Linked DNA regions of Anas platyrhynchos: region 1 is linked to region 2. The links are chromatin contacts, called in public Hi-C maps. All regions are on one chromosome and are shown on one strand. Each heading gives the region's core, a stretch centred on a gene start, on an enhancer-like site or on the middle of the called end of the contact. The rest is flanking DNA. Distances are from core to core; before and after follow the strand shown. Region 1 overlaps EXOC2 (exocyst complex component 2). Region 2 holds the start of NQO2 (N-ribosyldihydronicotinamide:quinone dehydrogenase 2).

The links. Hi-C and Micro-C count contacts between places; a contact is called where the count stands out from the background.
Region 1: a Hi-C map of skeletal muscle shows a contact between it and region 2, with 3 times the contacts expected there. The contact joins the enhancer-like site here to the promoter of NQO2 in region 2. A contact is called at or near these places in 4 of 8 Hi-C or Micro-C datasets (F1 follicle, liver, skeletal muscle and 1 more).

Annotation. Positions count from the first base shown.
Region 1 is chr2:78,244,046-78,249,003 of IASCAAS_PekinDuck_T2T, forward strand. EXOC2 (exocyst complex component 2) reads right to left here. Exons shown (of 29, transcript XM_072034988.1): 17 at 2,159-2,280. Among named protein-coding and RNA genes, the nearest start is that of IRF4, 93 kb to the left of the region's middle. Within about 2 kb of position 1,581, at least 1 of the 8 cell types and tissues checked has an H3K27ac peak or open chromatin away from gene starts, as enhancers often do. A contact at or near this core is called in F1 follicle, where this site is marked.
Region 2 is chr2:78,058,415-78,063,726 of IASCAAS_PekinDuck_T2T, forward strand. NQO2 (N-ribosyldihydronicotinamide:quinone dehydrogenase 2) reads right to left here and starts at 2,688. Exons shown (of 7, transcript XM_038174840.2): 1 at 2,603-2,688. The coding sequence starts at 2,616. LOC113842766 reads left to right here. Exons shown (of 5, transcript XM_072034985.1): 3 at 1-15.

The DNA.
Region 1 (4,958 bases), core at 331-2,830, 180 kb after region 2:
AGTAAGACGGAAAGAACAGAGGTCTTTCTCAGGGCCAGCATGAGTACACTGCATTTATCCGAAGACAACAAGAAAAACCTGTGTGTGGGCAGATTTGTCCTATTTAAATAGCTAATGGTAGTGAGCTCTATTAAAAATTTTAACTGATCTGAATGCCTCTACCAACTTACAACGTGTAGTAAGAGATGAGACTGAGCTTTACATTGCCAGTCTACGGAGCTCACATTTCAGAGAGATTATAGAGGGGGATTCAAGTCCAGTGGGAACCTCTTTCACTAATATAATACAGATATAAATATATCTGACATCCATTTACATAGCTCCATGAAAATATCCATTAATTGTTCTTTTGCTGGTTCCCTAAAGACAACAGTTTCTTCAAGGGCCCAATTAATCCAGTCCTGTTCAGAAAAATGATCTAAACACACTTAACATAAGCAATTTTGCCTAGACTGGTAAAGAACAAAAGAAGGCACCCGTAGATAAGTCACCCAGTGCAACAAAATGAAATGAGAGTTGTAATAGAGGCATGTATCTTCACTCTTTCTCTGGTTGATGCTCTGGCAAATGCATAGGACTGTTTCACTAACAGGGAATATAAGAAGCAATCAAGAAAGGCAGTTATAATTGGCTAGATAAAAAAAGATACATTAGCCAGCCAATATAAAATACCAAATGTTAAGGGATCTGATCTCTTTTAATTCAAGACACGGAAGGATGAATAAAGATGTTTAGACCAAACAGAGAATCATTCCTACACAGATTGGTGAATCTGCATTATCAAAAATCTAAGTTAGAGACTACTGCTAGAATTTTTCCTCCACTGAAGTTAAGTGGCCAGCAATCAGGACATAAACAGAAATACTGTATCTGAACAAAGGACTGGGCTACTCTGATGATGCAATAAGTAGGCAAAACTAGTAAGATAACAGGCTTTTTGACGTAGTGCTACATGATTAATCACATATCTGAGTTCTCTGTACCACACTGGGGAAACTAGGTGAATAGAGACTATAGAGAACTGATTTCTTCATATATCAAGCAAAAGCTGTGGTAAATCCTTTTCGTACAGAGTTTTAAAGAGACAAGACAATCTCTGCACTTGTATGGACAACAAGCTTGGTATTAATGCAGGAAAACTAATGTTAATGCTGAAATGGGATTTAATCAAAGAATTAATAGACAAGAATAGAATTCATATCGACATTATATCAAATAAACAACAGAGACTTTGTCATTTGTTGTCAATGAAAGTTTAAAAACATAATTAATGTAGCCACCTACATTTAACACACTTAAGGCTTGAGTAAAATACTTAGCTTCATGTCAGCCCACAAAATAATGATGAATCATATCAAAGATTAAAAAATGATTAAACTGAAAGAGTCACTTTTTTTTTATTTATATTGAGACCAATTAGTATTTTTGGGGAAAAATAGAACTATTGAACTTCCCTGAATTTTAAGAGGGAGAATTATTTCTGGAAGATTTACTTCATTCAAATTCAAGTTTCAGGATATGGTAAGATGAATGGCCTCTGATGCACATAGAATCACGTTAGGTTTAGAGAACGTGCTATTGGCCTTTACAATCCAGACATTTTTGGGAAAAGCTATGTACACAGAAGGAGGCACAAGGATAACAGTGTTAGCAAAAGGCCTTGGAAAAACAAAATAAAACAAAACACACAACTAAAATATTCCATAAAGGGTTGTTGGCGTTTCTGGGGAGGTGGTGTGAAGTGTTGGGGATTTTGGTGTGAGGGGTATTGCCGATTTAATTCGTCACTTCACAGAAGAACTCAAAAAAGAAAAGCTACATGATGAGATAAATCACTGTTTCAACCAAGAGAAGATGGATCTAAACTGCTGTAACAGTTACGATTAAGAGAAGAAAAGATTCAGAATACAGAATGTTCTCTGAACCATGAAATGTTTCAGTAATTCTTGGGAGATATACTACAGAACTCAGAGGAGTCCACTGCCCCTTCAATATCTTAAACATCATTATCATCCAGAACATGGTTTGGCATAGTTGGAGAGGAAAGAGAGGAAAGGAGAGAAGAGGAGAGAAATGAGAGAAAGAAAAAAAAAAAAAAAAAGGAAAAAACAAAGCAAAACAACAAACAAAAACAGAAAGATCTGCAGCCTTTTCTTACCTTCAGCTGTATGTTGTAAGGTCACTATAATGCAACGTACACGAAGATCCAAAATAAGATCCTGGATGATCTGAAGCATATCATTGGGTATCTCAAGTGCAGTAAGAGACTCAGAACTAAGCCTGAAAAGAATTAAAAAAATAAACAACTGAATTTTAAATCCGTGTAAGTTTTTTTTAGCAGATAAACTACATTAAATTTTTGTAAAATCTTCTCAATATGTGAATACAGTAGCTCCATCCACAGTAAGTCTTTGACAACTGGTTACCCTGGTGAGAAAAGTTTACTTTTTTACTTAATTCAGAAGCATGCAAATACGTACTTTTTTTTTCCCCCTGTAATGTTACAATAATGTCATCATACAAACATGCCTACTTTTCCCACTGTCCTCTTGCACTTTCCTACCTGCCTTCCTTCATCCATCTTATCTTATAATCTAAAAATAATCCTTCTGGAGCAGAGGTAGCTCTTTTGCTGTGTTTATATGAATGTCTAGATCAACTCCTAGGTCTACAACTGGGTTTATGAGGCATCGTCTACCTGTATTAAACAACAAGGTGCAATAAAAAGTTATGTGGCCATGTGGCAGATCACAATGGTACACATGTTTAAGGGACCAAAAATACAGCTACTGCTGAACAATGAATGAATTTGTTGACTGTTTTGTTCTGAACCGGGACTGGGCTCAATCACCAAGTTTTGTAGCAGAGGATGGAAAGATTCATTTCTACTTTCCCCTTTAGAAAAAGCAACACAATAGCTGCTTAGAAGGAATTTCATTTCAGCTTTTGACTAAAAGATTGTTGTTAGTCAGACTTTAGTTAGGGGCACAAAGTGAGGTTTATTGTTTGTTTCCATCCTCTTGAATACATAAGCAAAGACAATTCAAATGCAGTCATTGCTGTTTCCTGTACTGCTAATACTGAGCAAAGCACAGGTACCAGAAATTGCCAAAAAACAGCAGTAGGAAGGCACAAACAAATACGTTCGAGTAATAAGTGGAACACTTCTAGCCATCCACCTGCAAACTCTATTTTTTTACTCCTGGTGTTGGTCATAATCCATAAAAACAGCACCATTAATTGCTAACTACATTCCAACTCCACAGTTTTAACTCTAAAAATGTTATTCAGATCCCGACTGCTATCAGCTCAGCATAACTACTGAATCAATAGATTACATAAATCTGCATTATCTCAGTCATGCAGAAAACACAGGACGTAAACAGCCATCTGTGAGAAATTTAAGTGACTTCAGGCTGCATAAAAGTCCTGTACTTGGAGTCGACTGCATTCCCAAAAGAGCGCACAGCTTTACCTCACACAACTTATCCTAACATACACATCTTTCTAATCCCTATAATGAGGCCAAAGTCTTGCAGGAGATGGCTTCACTTTATTGCTGAGCTCTCATTTATCCTTTGGAACCTACTGCTTACACCAGGCAATGACAGAGTGGGATACAAGGCAAAAAAGCATGTAACCACCTCACTGTAAGCTCTCTGATGTATATAAACAAATAGAAAAATTAAGATACAAGCACTAATTTGGGAAATGACTAATCCCATCATGTGCTTCTTGATGACTAGATGTTGGGAATTACAAAAATAAGACATAAGTCATCATATAACTTTGCGACAAGTAAAGTTTATATGTAATGTGTAGACTATTCGTGAGAGCAGTCCAACTTCTTTACTGGTGAGAGTCGCAAGAATTAATTAGATTGTCAAAGAACGCCGGAGCTTGAAACGAAGACCTGCAGTACTTGCAAAAATTTAAGATTTGGTCATCACTGATTGGTACCATATCGTGGTATGTTCAGTCCCTCTTGTCCAGATTGCCCCTCTTCTCTACTTTTGACTGCTTTCTTTGCATTAAGCCCTAGCTCACTCCTGTTAAGAGCACTAACAACATGAGGTGGTGAAAAGAATGGGAAGAAGAGACAGTTTCCCAGATTTCAGTTCTGGTACTCATTACCAGGGCAGTAGCCAGAAAGAATGATGAGAATACCTAGAAAAGAGCCTTCACATATCTTATAACCTTATACTGGATCATATCTCAGATGGCAGGACTCTGACACACAACCAACCTTCAGACAATCTGTTGGTCAAATTGCCAAGCCAGTGCAAGTGGTAAATACTAGATTTTTATAATTTGAGTGTAATTGGATTACTTTTCATAAATTGGCAACACGCATGCTGAAGCCTGTTCCCTCACCCCTTTATGTATTTTTCATCCAATGCCAAGTCCATTCCTTATTAAACTGGAAGCTTTCCATAAACTTCAGCCAGAGTAATAAACTTCAACCATCCAGAAAAAAAAAAATAAATCCATGTGAAATTCAGATAATGTAACTGACAACAGACTTCTGCAAAGTGTTAAACAGACTTAACAACAGGTGCATATCATTGTTAGCTCCATCTGCAGTAAGAGTTAAATACATGTGAATTAACATATGAGTAAGAGTTAACTACACCCTTTCTCTTCATCACCTGTGTTTTGCTTGTTATTTACTTTGAATAGTAAAGTAATTAAGTAAGAAAGTAAGTAAGAAATATGCTATCAAATCCACGTTATTACTTGAATTTCCAAATGATAATGATGATGCATATACCCTCCATGGACAAATGGAAGGAAATTCCATGTATTTTTTGAGACATTTTGTAATTGATGACATGCACATCACTAAGTTTATAAACAAACATAATTATAAGCAGAATGACATTGTAAGCAGGAGCATCACCTTTCGTAAAACAACTGCGAAAGCAAATTGTGATTTGAAAATGATACTATACTGAGAG
Region 2 (5,312 bases), core at 1,438-3,937:
TTCGGAAGTTCACAGGTAGAGTGATGATTTGGATAGCCTTGAGCTGTCAAATGGTATTCTGCAAATGGTATTTGGGCACATTTCTACCTGCAGTTTAGTTCCCAAGTGTTTTATGCTTCTTTGAAACCATCTGCTCTCCTTAATGAGGCCATTAATAATTTCTTGAATTGTTACCAGTGATGTCCCATGAGCAATCACTAATTTTAAGACACACAGCTATATTCTGCACACAAACAAAGCTCCATCTTTGTACAAGTTGTTTTAAAATTATCTCTGTTTTGCTGAGAAGCTTTTGTATTCAGTTTTCAATACTAAATATCTACTGATAATATTGTTCTGAAGTTACTGAATTTACTAATAAAAAATGCCCTTGGTCATAAGATGTATATTACCCAGCTAGGAACTGGAGAGAACTAGTTCCTGACTTGAAATAACTGTCCATTGGATATCGCTTCAGGTAACTAAATGTCCTGAAACTGTAATGGTCCCTTTGAACGGTGACAGGGCATTAAAGTACTGTGATTGGTTTAGGAAGCCACTTCAAAGATGCTGTAGTGGTGAAAATGTTACTATGTAAGGGATTACAGTCTACCTCTCTCTTCTCACTCTACCCTAAACCCACATAACTGCTCTCCATATAGGTAGGCAAGCAGGTAGGATTCATCTTTCCTAGTTTTAGCCACGTAAAATTTAGGACTTCTTCTCTAAACTCTCTGTAGTTGAATTCATCACCTTCAGATGCAACTCCTTTCACTTATCTTTGATGCTAGTAGAAAGAGAATCACTGCTTGGCTTACACAGGCATCCAACCTCTAGGTGGCTACAGGGAGATAAATACAATCCTCCCCTGTGAGTTTCAGAAGACCTGGACTCCTGCAACCTTTTGAGTGACAGCTGTAGTCAGGGATATATATAAAAAACAAAACAAAACAGGTTCTCCAAGTGCATAAAACCTAGCTAACATTGAGGGGTAAAGAGATGAGAGATTTTTGTGTTTCACTATTGCACTGAGGCTAATCACTGTCTGGTACTTGGTGCTGTAAGAACAGTGTTATAAAATAACACGTTGGATAGCATGAGTCAGAAGCTATAAGACAGAGAGTTGCTGGGAAGTGGTTAGACTGAGTCTAGTGCCTATTGCTGTGGTGGTGCCAGCAAAGTTTATATAGTGAACAAAGTACTGGAGAAGCAGAAGTAAGACTGAAAAACCTGTGGATAACAAAGTGGCTGCAGAGAGAAGGAACTAGGCAGAGCTACGAGCAGGCGTGCCACCAACAGAGCACACTTTTAAATGAAACGAGTTTTCTGGGTCAAAACACTGACGTGCTAAGATAGTGACACAGGGAAGTCTGCAGTGCTACTTCATGAGTCAAACTGCTCTAAGAACAAATATATATTCCCCAAATATATCTAAATAATATTTCCTACTGTAGCATCCTGTAAGAAAAGGAGTTAAAAAGTTGATTGTCAATCAATGATCAAAAAAAAAAAAAAAAAGGCAAAGTAGAATGGGTCAAAAAAGAGCACCTGCATATCTAAAAACAATTTATTACTTTTATTCAAATTCTCTTCTAATATCTTATGAGCAGTGAAAATTTTTGAGTTGATTATAGGATAAAGATAAGAAAATGCATTTGAGATACATGCAAAAGAAGAAGAAATAACCGTCACATTTTATTGCATCCAAGTCCATTTATGGCCTGATTTTAAAATCTACGTTTTAAGATTATGTTATTGTATATTATAATTAAACTCTTTCAAGTTCAAGAACTAAACTACTCTGAAATAATCAGCTTTGTTGCTTCAAGCCAACAGTGCATTGAGTCATTAACACAGTCAAGAACATAATAGATGCCGGTGTTTTTGCAAACACAAACAGCACTTACATGGATCAGTTACTTCAGCTACTGAGCTAGATTAGCATTCGTGGGTTTTTCTCTTCCCTACTTTAGCATATGATACTCTTTGCTGATCCTTAATACCTGTTGTTTAAGTTCATGTGGGAATGCGAGTATCATAGTTTTGTGTGGTGTGTTTTCTATGTACAAATTATAAAACATTGTTTAGGGTGTAAGGTACAGTCATCTATCTTAGAAATTAAACAAATTAGAATAATCATATCATAATATCATATTGTATATGACAACTCTGCAGGAATGACTTTAGCTTTCTGTATACCTTTTCCTAGGATTAATATCAAGTTAATTGTATACATTGTTCTGTCTCTGGAATAATATATTAAGATTTAAAAATATCATGTATCTGAAGGATATCAGTTGTGCCCTCTAGTGCCTAGCGCAAGGGTTTGCATTTTTAGCAGACCAGTAAAGCGAAGCGAAGCCTTCATCTAGATCAAGTTTTTAATCTTCAACACAAGTTCTCTTATAGAGGAAACGTTTTAAGAGCATTTGTCACCCGTGAGAATAAGCAGTAAGGAAAAACAATACTAACAAATCAGCATGTAAGAGAAATTCTCTTCAATATTAGTTTTCTGTGAATATTACAAAGAACAAAGCCCCTGATACAGCAGTTCTGAACCAGCAAATATTACAATTCTACACTGAAAAAGGAAAAGAAGAGAAATGGAGTAGTAATATCCTACTGTTTGTCCCGCATCAGTCTGTACCACCATACGCGTCACACCAGCACTGTGGTTACTCCTAGGCTTGTTTTGTCAGGTAGTAAAAAGGAGACAGTCAGCCCCATATTGATCTCTCTCCTTAGTTGACAGGTTTGTGCAACAGGAAGGAAGGAAGCAGGAGGACTGTATGACTAACAGCCTTGTACTGTGACCTGTTTTTCTTCACAGTCTCTCTTGTCTGGGAGTGAGTAACAGAAATTGAAAATGGTAACTTCTTGGGCTAAAAACTCTACGCTATATCTAAATGAAAAACGAACCAGCAACAGGAATAGTGTCCTAGGAAACAATTCTGATATGTTGTTTAGGATGTTTTTAAACCTTCTGATGTTAAATATTTAATATTACTAAGATATACTAGAGGTCTTTTAAATATATATTTAATGCTTTTATCAATTTACAACTTAATTGCGTCTTCTACTGGAATATCTTTGCCAAGAAGTTGGGTGAATAATTCATACAAGTACAACTTCTAGGATACATAAATGTGCTACTTTTAATTAGTAATCTCTTCTGCACTTTTTGATTCAGAAGTCTGGCCTGAGACACTCATTTGAACACAGACTCAAATTGCAAATCTGGGGAGAAGGGGGGAGAATGAGAGTAATTTTTTGACGCCAACAATTCTGCTCTTTGATGAATTAAAAACTTGGGAGACCTATTTTTGTAGTCATTCCACATCAAGATGACACTCTTTTTTCATATTGAAGTTGATACTTTTCTAGATTTGGGAAATGAGGTGAAAAATGAGCATAGCTGCTGGTTGAAGTCTGTTAGGGTAAGGGGTAAACATAATTCTACAAAGCTGATAAACTCCAGTTGGGTATCAGCAGCTACATAAGGTGCTGCCTTAGGTGAGTCTAGTGATGTGTGACATAGCATATTTCAGAAGCAGTTTATTTTGTATATTCTTTCCAAAGGGATTTTTGCAGGTTCCTCTTACATGCCAGAGAATTTGGCTGAGACATCTGCTGACGATTCCTCCCATGGAGCTGCAAAGCACCTGGGAAGAAAGTCAGCAAAATGAGAGGGAGCACTCACTTGCTCAGCATGCCATGAGCCTGGCCTGGCAAGGTTCATTAGGTTGTACTCATGACATTAGCTTGGTTATTGCCTTCCAGTTATCCATTGACTTGGGATCAGGCTGTAATATAGGATCGAGTCTCCTGTACACGAATATATCATCCAATGATGTTAACTGCCATCAAAGCAAGCAATGGCTGAACATTTGGCTAACAGGTTGGGCCCAAAGGGCTCTAGTAAATGGAGGTACACGAGGCTGGTGGCCAGTCACTAGTGGGGTTCTGTGGGGCTCCATTTTAGGGCCAGTTCTCTTCAGTGTTTGTATAAATGACCTGGATGCAGGACTTGAATGCATATTAACTAAGTTTGCAAATGTTAATAAGTCAAGAGTAACAGTTGACTCCCTTGAGAGTGGAGAGGCCTTGCAGAGAGACCTTGACAAATTAGAGGGCTGGGCAGTCACCAACAGCTTGAAGTGTAAGAAGAGCAAGGGCTGGATTCTGTGCCTGGGAAGGGGCAGCCCTGCTATATGAACAGACTGGGGGACAAGAGGCTGGAGAGCAGTTCCGCAGAAAGGGATCTGGGGATTCTGGTCAATAGCAAGTTGAATATGAGCCAGGAGCATGCCCTGGCAGCCAAAAGGGTCAGCCGTGTCCTGAGGTGCACCAAGCATGACATTACTAGCTGGTCAAGGGAAGGGATTGTCCCGCTCTGCTCTGGTGCGGCCTCTCCTCCAGTACTGTGTGCGGTTCTGGGCACTGCAATTTAAGAAGGACATTAAACTGTTAAAGAGAGTCCAAAGAAGGGCTACAGAGACAGTGAAGGGTCTGGAGGGGAAGACGTATGAGGAGTGGCTGAGGTCCCTGGGTTTGTTCAGCCCCAAGCAGAGCAGGCTGAGGGGAGGCCTCATGGTGGCCTGCAGCTCCCTCAGGAGGGGAGCGGAGGGGCAGGCGCTGAGCTCTGCTCTCTGGGGACAGCGACAGGACCCGAGGGAATGGCATGGAGCTGGGACAGGGGAGGGTCAGGCTGGGGGTTAGGGAAAGGGTCTGCACCCAGAGGTGGTCGAGCACTGGGACAGGCTCTCTAGAGCAGTGGGCACAGCACTGAGCCTGTTGGAGTTCAAGAGGCACTTGGACAACGCTCTCAGACACACAGTCTGATTTTTTGAGTATTCCTGTGTGAAGCCAGGAGTTGGATTCAATGACCCTTGAAGTTCCCTTCCAATTCAGAATATTCTATGATTCCAAAAAAAAAGTTTTAGTGTACAGTCTCCTAACCAAGCTCAAAATTAACAGCCTAGAGTTGGAAATGGTGAGCAAGTCAGTGATGACTAGTTTCAAAACAAATACAACAAAGCTGATGTTCAAAATAATTGTAACAGTGCATAATTCTGGGGGAAGGCTCTTCTGAATTTCTGCCACACAAGGAATCTCTAAGGCTTCAAAAGGAGCAAAGAAACATTTCTTAGTCTTTAGCCTCCCAACATTAAATAATTCAGCCAGGGGTGAACAGTAGAAAAAGGACATTGCTTGAACAGTCAGAGCCCGGAGGAGGGTGCTGGAGAGCTAAGAATGACGGTGCTGAACGCCTTGAATTCCTTGAAATGCACTGAGCAGTAGATCCACGTATCACTGCATTTTTTTCTGTCTCA